2 separate regions of the Cricetulus griseus genome follow, and region 1 is linked to region 2. The links are chromatin contacts, called in public Micro-C maps. All regions are on one chromosome and are shown on one strand. Each heading gives the region's core, a stretch centred on a gene start, on an enhancer-like site or on the middle of the called end of the contact. The rest is flanking DNA. Distances are from core to core; before and after follow the strand shown.

Region 1 (2,952 bases), core at 250-2,749, 360 kb before region 2:
AAGGAAAATTTTACTTCTGTACTTTGTTATATTTATTATTTTGAACATTGTTAATCTTACTAAATCTTCAGAGTCTAACACACACCAATGCCTCCATGAAGCTTATGTAATGTACTTTGAGGTGGCTTCTGCCTCATCTATCCAATATAAGCTACTTGAAAGAAACAAGATTTACATTTTCCTCCTACACTCGGAATAAAAACTGCACTAAGATACCGATGTCCACTAACTGAGGTGAAAGTCTCAATTACTGTATTATCTATCCCTTTCAACTATTCCCACTTTCCTCAAATAGTGAAGTATATGTCTCTCAATTCCTTGTATTGCGTTCAGGTAAACAGTGCCAGTGATCGATATAAAAACAGTGTGAACAGAAAAAAAAAAAAAAAAACATGAGTATTACATGCAGTCAATATACTTAGATCAACAGATCAAACTACTTCAAAAGTAGAAGCGTTTGCCAAAAATTAATGACGCTGGGTGGAAAAAAATGCCTACCAAAAGGCATCGGAAGGGTTGGGGTTGTATACAGTTGGTAGAGTGCTTGAACCCCGGGTTCAATCTCCAGCACTACATACACCAGGTAAGACGGAGCTTGCCTATAACCCAGCGGGTTCAAGCAAGAGGATCAGATGTTCAGTCATCCTCAGCCACACAAAAAGTTCGAGGCCGGCCTTGAGCTACACGAGTCCCTTTACAAATTAAGTCTTCCCACAGTCCCAAGGAGGCAGATATGCAAACGCTTGGGAGAAACAATAACAAAATCTAAGACGCCGTCCAAAGCTATGAAATCGAGTTGTGAGGAAAGTGGTGGGAAGGAAAAATAACACTTGAGAAAGACAAATGTTGGAGACTGTTGGGAGACAAACAAAATTAATTAAAAAACAACAACAACAACAAGAAGAACTGAATTCTTCTGGGTGTGTCTCCCAACCTCTGCACTGTCAAAGGTCGCGCTGGTTATTTCCAAAGATCTTGCTTCAAATGGTCTGAGCTCTTCATCAAGCAACTTCCTCCTTAGCGCGCCCACTCCAACTCCCTGGCTAGGGACTCGGCGAACTCAGTGCTGAAGCCACCCTCTCCGCTGGGCCGACAGGGAGGACCCGACTTAGGCGCAGATCCGGGACCAGCCCGGAATTCCCGGGATTCCGCCCCAGCTGCAGGAGCCCACGGGCAAAGGGACCGGAGACAGAGGGGGCGGGGCAGGACACCGGAGGAGGACAGGTGCCCTGCTCCACGCCCGGCCAGCTGGCAGCTCCGGAACGTGCAGGATGGAGAGGAGGAGGAGAGGGGGCCACCGGGAATGAAACCTGGGCTCGCACTCACCAGCTGTCCCCGCCCGACGTTGACAGCGGCAGAAGCTCTTCTCCTTCCGCCATTGCTGTTGACGTCCACGTCACTTTGCCGAAAAGTGGACCTGGCGCCGAGACTGTGTCTGAGACTCAGTGTCGTAAAAGGAGTTACGAAGTCTGAGACTGAGGCTCACCGGGGCGGAGGAGGAGGGCGGCAAGGAACTGGAGGGATGCGACGTCATCGCGTCCCGAGGGCGAAAGGCGGAGCCTGGAGCTTGCAGGCGGCCGGGCTCGTGGAAGACCACATATCCCAGGATGCCACGGGGCCGCGAACGAAGTGGGAGGGGCACGAAGTTTGCGGGCGGGACCTCGGGGGAGTGGGCGGGGCGCGGAGAGAAGGCGTGGCTCGGAGGAGGTTTTGTGAATGAGAAGCATCCCCCGCTGGGCGTCTCCTCAGCGTCTGCTTTCCTATTTGGCGAGGAGCTGTGAGCTAGTGGAGAGAAGAGGGCAAGCACGAATTCACAGAGGTGAGCAGCATGGAAAGCAAGGAAAGGGCCGAACACCTCATTTGTAAGGACCATAAAAAAAAAAAAAAACAAGGCCGGGGATAGTGCGATGTACAACGCTTGCCCAGCGTCTTCAGTGCTTCATTCGATCACCAGAGCCACGAGAAAATAAAAATACACGAAAGGCTCCATACTGTATGTCTGAATACCTAAAAGTTATAACTCAAACGATTTTATGAAGAAAATAACGTTGTAGCCCTCACAGCCAGGAAAATCAACTCTAGTTAGAATTCTGAAACTGGAATTCCAGTTTAAGAAAGCTGTCAAGATCCTTCCCTTCCTATCCTATCTCCCATCTGTCCCTCCTAGATGGCCCTCCCTGTTCTACACCCAGGCTTCATCCGCAACACCAATATTAGCAAACTCTAGCCCCTAGTGGCTACCCTAGACCACTCCAGATTCAGGACAGACCATAAGAAATACTTGTAGGTCCTAGGAGCAACGGTGCAGTTAACTCATACAACATGGATAAATCTGAAATATTCATGTTAAAATGAGCAAAGCAGATTACAAACTAATGGCATTGTTTATATTTGGTATCAACATAATAGCAATAGATACATGTACACTGAAAAAAGCTGAGGTGATTCGTAGGAAAATTGGGAAGGCACATAAATTTCATATGGGACAGAAATTACCAGAAAGAACTTTAAGTAAAGCAAGTTTCTGTTTGATTATGTTTTGCTTTGTTTGTTGTTGTTTTGTTTTGAGACCGGGTTTTACTATGTAGCCTTGACTATCTTGGAACTCGCTAGACCAGTTGGCCTGAAACTCATAGATATCCACTTGCCTCTGCCTCCTGAATGCTAGGGTTAAGGGCTTGCATCGCCAAGCCCAGCTTATGTTTGTTTTTTTTAGAGATGGGTTTTTTGCTGTTTTACCAAGCTTGGTCTTGACTCCAGACTGGTATATTTGAGCTCGTGGGCTCAAGTATTCTTTTTGCCTCAGCCTCTCAAGTAGAGAGTATGACAGATGTTTGCCACAGGGGTGCCCATTATTTTTTTTCTATAAAGTATACCTTGATACCTAAAATGCTCCATAATTTAAAAAAATTTAAACAGTGTAGTATAGCTATCTCATTTATAACCCCAAAC
Region 2 (2,999 bases), core at 63-2,562:
TACATTACCTACCAAGAACAAGCTATTTTTATTCACGTTTACTTTACGTTTAGTTTCTCAGAACTGTAGTTTGGTGCCAGCTACTGTGTATCTCTAGCCTAGTCTCAAACCTGGGATCCAAACTCCCACCCTACACTGGACTGACACTCTACTATAACTTCCAGTTTCACACTGAGAAATCTCCTAAACTTGTCCACTGCATCGGTGTCTATCATGTGATAGTTCTGAAGTCAAAATAAACAGAAATCTAACTTTGATATTGCCCTCAAAACTACAAAGAGGCAGACCTTGGAACCTTGGAGGGTGACTTGGGACAGAGACAGTAACAAAAACAGGAGTCTTATGGGACTTGAAATGTTCGAGGCCACTCTTGGGGAGTTACTTAATAATACTATTTTCCTTGAAAATAAAATGCCTATGCGTCCATGCATGGACAGCATGATAAAAATTGCTAGAACTGCGTTAACTTAAATGCTTTGGGAAGCAGCTTGGTTTCTGACACCAACTAGCTAAGTGGACTTGCTATGGAACATCTTCAGGTCACATTCCTCATCCGTAAACAGCAGAGTTCAAAACGGGGACCTTTAAGGCCCTTGTTGCTTCAAAATACGTATTATAAAGAACACATTACAATGATAATTGGGGATATACTACACGCCAAGCATTGTAAAGAGCTTTGCAACTTCAAATCACCTTCACCTTCATAACAATTTCTGAATGGACCTTAACGTTATTACTCTTTCTGCAGATGAGGAGAGGGGGAACGCGTCAGTGACAGCAGGCCTGTGATTTTAATTCCAGCACTAGTTCAGGACCTCCCGGTGGCCGCGACAGCGAAACGCCTCTTTGAACAAACACGGTCTGCGTAGTTTCAAGGAAAAAGTAAAAAGGAAAGAAAAGAAAACGAGAGCTTTGGGAAGGCACCGCTCCACTCTGGCTGACGGCGAGGGTGGCCCTCTCGTTGCACGTGGGACAGGCTCTCCCACCCGTGTCCCCGCGGCGCCTGGTGCTCCCTCGGCTGCGCGCCCCTCCTCCGGGCGGACCACCGCGACTGCCACACGCGGGCAGCGGGCTGAGGCCGGGGCGGGGAGCGGGTACCTGGGCTGCCGGCGGCGGCCGGCTGGCTCTCCCACCACTCGTCTCCCAGATCGTCTGCCATCTCCGTGCGACGCGACCGACGCGAGCTGACAACCGGGTGGAACCGGCCCGGCTGCTGCGATCCGCTCTGCCTCGGAAGAGCCGGCGACAGCGACGCTGCACGCGGAGACACCACAGAACCGCGTCGCCCGGTGGAGATGACGTCACACGGCCACGCCCTCCAGCTGCGGAAGGCCAGGGCCGTCGCCGTTTCCACACAGGTTCGCGTGCTCAAGATCGATCTAGAAACACCAAGTAAATGCCCCACATGGTAGAAACGAGCCGAGACACAGAACCAAAACTTCATCATCTGCTTCGGTTATTTTTAAAAAGACATCTTTAAGGGTTTTGTTGTGGGTTGTGGCGGAAAAGCCTGTGTCGAAAGTGCAAGAACCGATGCTAGGACGGTTTTCCTCTGCTCAGTTTCAAAGAATTTACGCCGCGGGAGAAATCTTGGGCACGTGGTTGTGTTTGCACCAGGTTGTCCGTGGTTCTGACGGCCCTGCACGTATGCAGTTTGCCCTGAGAGAGAAACCTGAGAGTTTTTGGCGATAAAAGTCAGGAATTAGTTGTGAATGTGCGTGCTACTCTTTTGGACAACTTAAGTGAAGGGAAGGTAATTGGTCAGGAAGGGCGCTAAAGCTCTAGAGCCCTGTAACATTATAATGCTCTATTTAAAATACTTAACCAGGTTTTGATGTACTCTTTCTAGGAGTAGGAGTGGTAGTGTATGGGTCCCACTGAATACTACGGCTCTTGGAACAAGAACAGAATTGGGGGCCAGGGGTGGTGGCGCACGCCTTTAATCCCAGAACTCTGGATGGAGGCAGAGGCAGGCGGATCTCTGTGAGTTCAAGGTCAGCCTGTAGAGAAACCCTCAAAAGAAAGAAAGAGAGAGGGACAGGGGAGAGGGAGGGAGGGAAGAAGGAAGAGGAGGAGGAGGAGGGGAGAACTTGGTGCAGAGTAGACTAGCAGACTTGATAATCGGACTGTATTTATTTCCCTTTACTTTCTGCCCGACAACAGGTATCAGAGATCAGGAAAGCCACAGGCCAAATGCAGCATTCCGGGTGTTTGTACCTGTGGTCATAAGTGATTGTTATAGTAGAAAGCATTGGAGGAAAATCTACACATCCATACTTCATATTTACTTTATATATAATTCATATTTCCCTTTATAGAAAAAATTACAGACTATATGGAGTAATCAATCCAAAGTGTATCTTCCATTTAACTGTTTTCTTATCAGTACATTGATATCTGGGTTTATAAATTAGTCTGCCCTAAAACCCCAGATCCAGTACCTCATGACCTCAGAGAGGCTAAGGAGGAAGCAACTACTGGGGCTTTACCCCTCTGTTTCTGCATGGCATTTGAATAAGTACCACTGGGTTTAGGTTATGAAACATTCACTTCCCAGTGATTTGAACTGGGCAGCCTTCATAGAAAAGGGGGCAATTAAACTTTAGCTTGTCAGTGTATATCAGCATGCCAGTGTGGATAAAATTAAAAAAAAAAAAATCAGTGCCTTGGTGGGAAAATTGGGGTGTTGTTTTGGATAAGCTGTCTAACCTTACTGGGCTTGGGTCCATAACACGAAGAAAATAGACAACCCCTGAGAAGTCTACGAGTTCCATCCTAAATTATGAATGTCACACAAAGAAGTGTGAACATGACTATTAGAGTTGAAGGGCGTGATGGAATTATTGTTTGGGGGAAGCTGAGTCCATCGATGTTACAGTTCAGAGCAGATAACAGGTTTGAGCAGAGCTTCCTATGTGCATAGTGGTTCTCTTAGCCTTTGGAGCCAGCAGAGTCTCTTGTCCAGTTGCCACTGGCTGAAATAGCCTTTCCTCAGTCTT

Evidence for each region. Hi-C and Micro-C count contacts between places; a contact is called where the count stands out from the background.
Region 1: a contact with region 2 is called in a Micro-C map of the CHO-K1 cell line, with 5 times the contacts expected there. The contact joins the promoter of Tbc1d23 here to the promoter of Cmss1 in region 2. A contact is called at or near these places in 6 of 8 Hi-C or Micro-C datasets (the CHK-Q cell line, the CHO-K1 cell line, the CHO-S cell line and 2 more).

The regions. Positions count from the first base shown.
Region 1 is chr4:34,967,451-34,970,402 of CriGri-PICRH-1.0, reverse strand. It overlaps Tbc1d23 (TBC1 domain family member 23), which reads right to left and starts at 1,499. Exons shown (of 19, transcript XM_027412484.2): 1 at 1,327-1,499. The coding sequence starts at 1,379.
Region 2 is chr4:34,605,093-34,608,091 of CriGri-PICRH-1.0, reverse strand. It overlaps Cmss1 (protein CMSS1), which reads right to left and starts at 1,312. Exons shown (of 11, transcript XM_027412477.2): 1 at 1,099-1,312. The coding sequence starts at 1,159.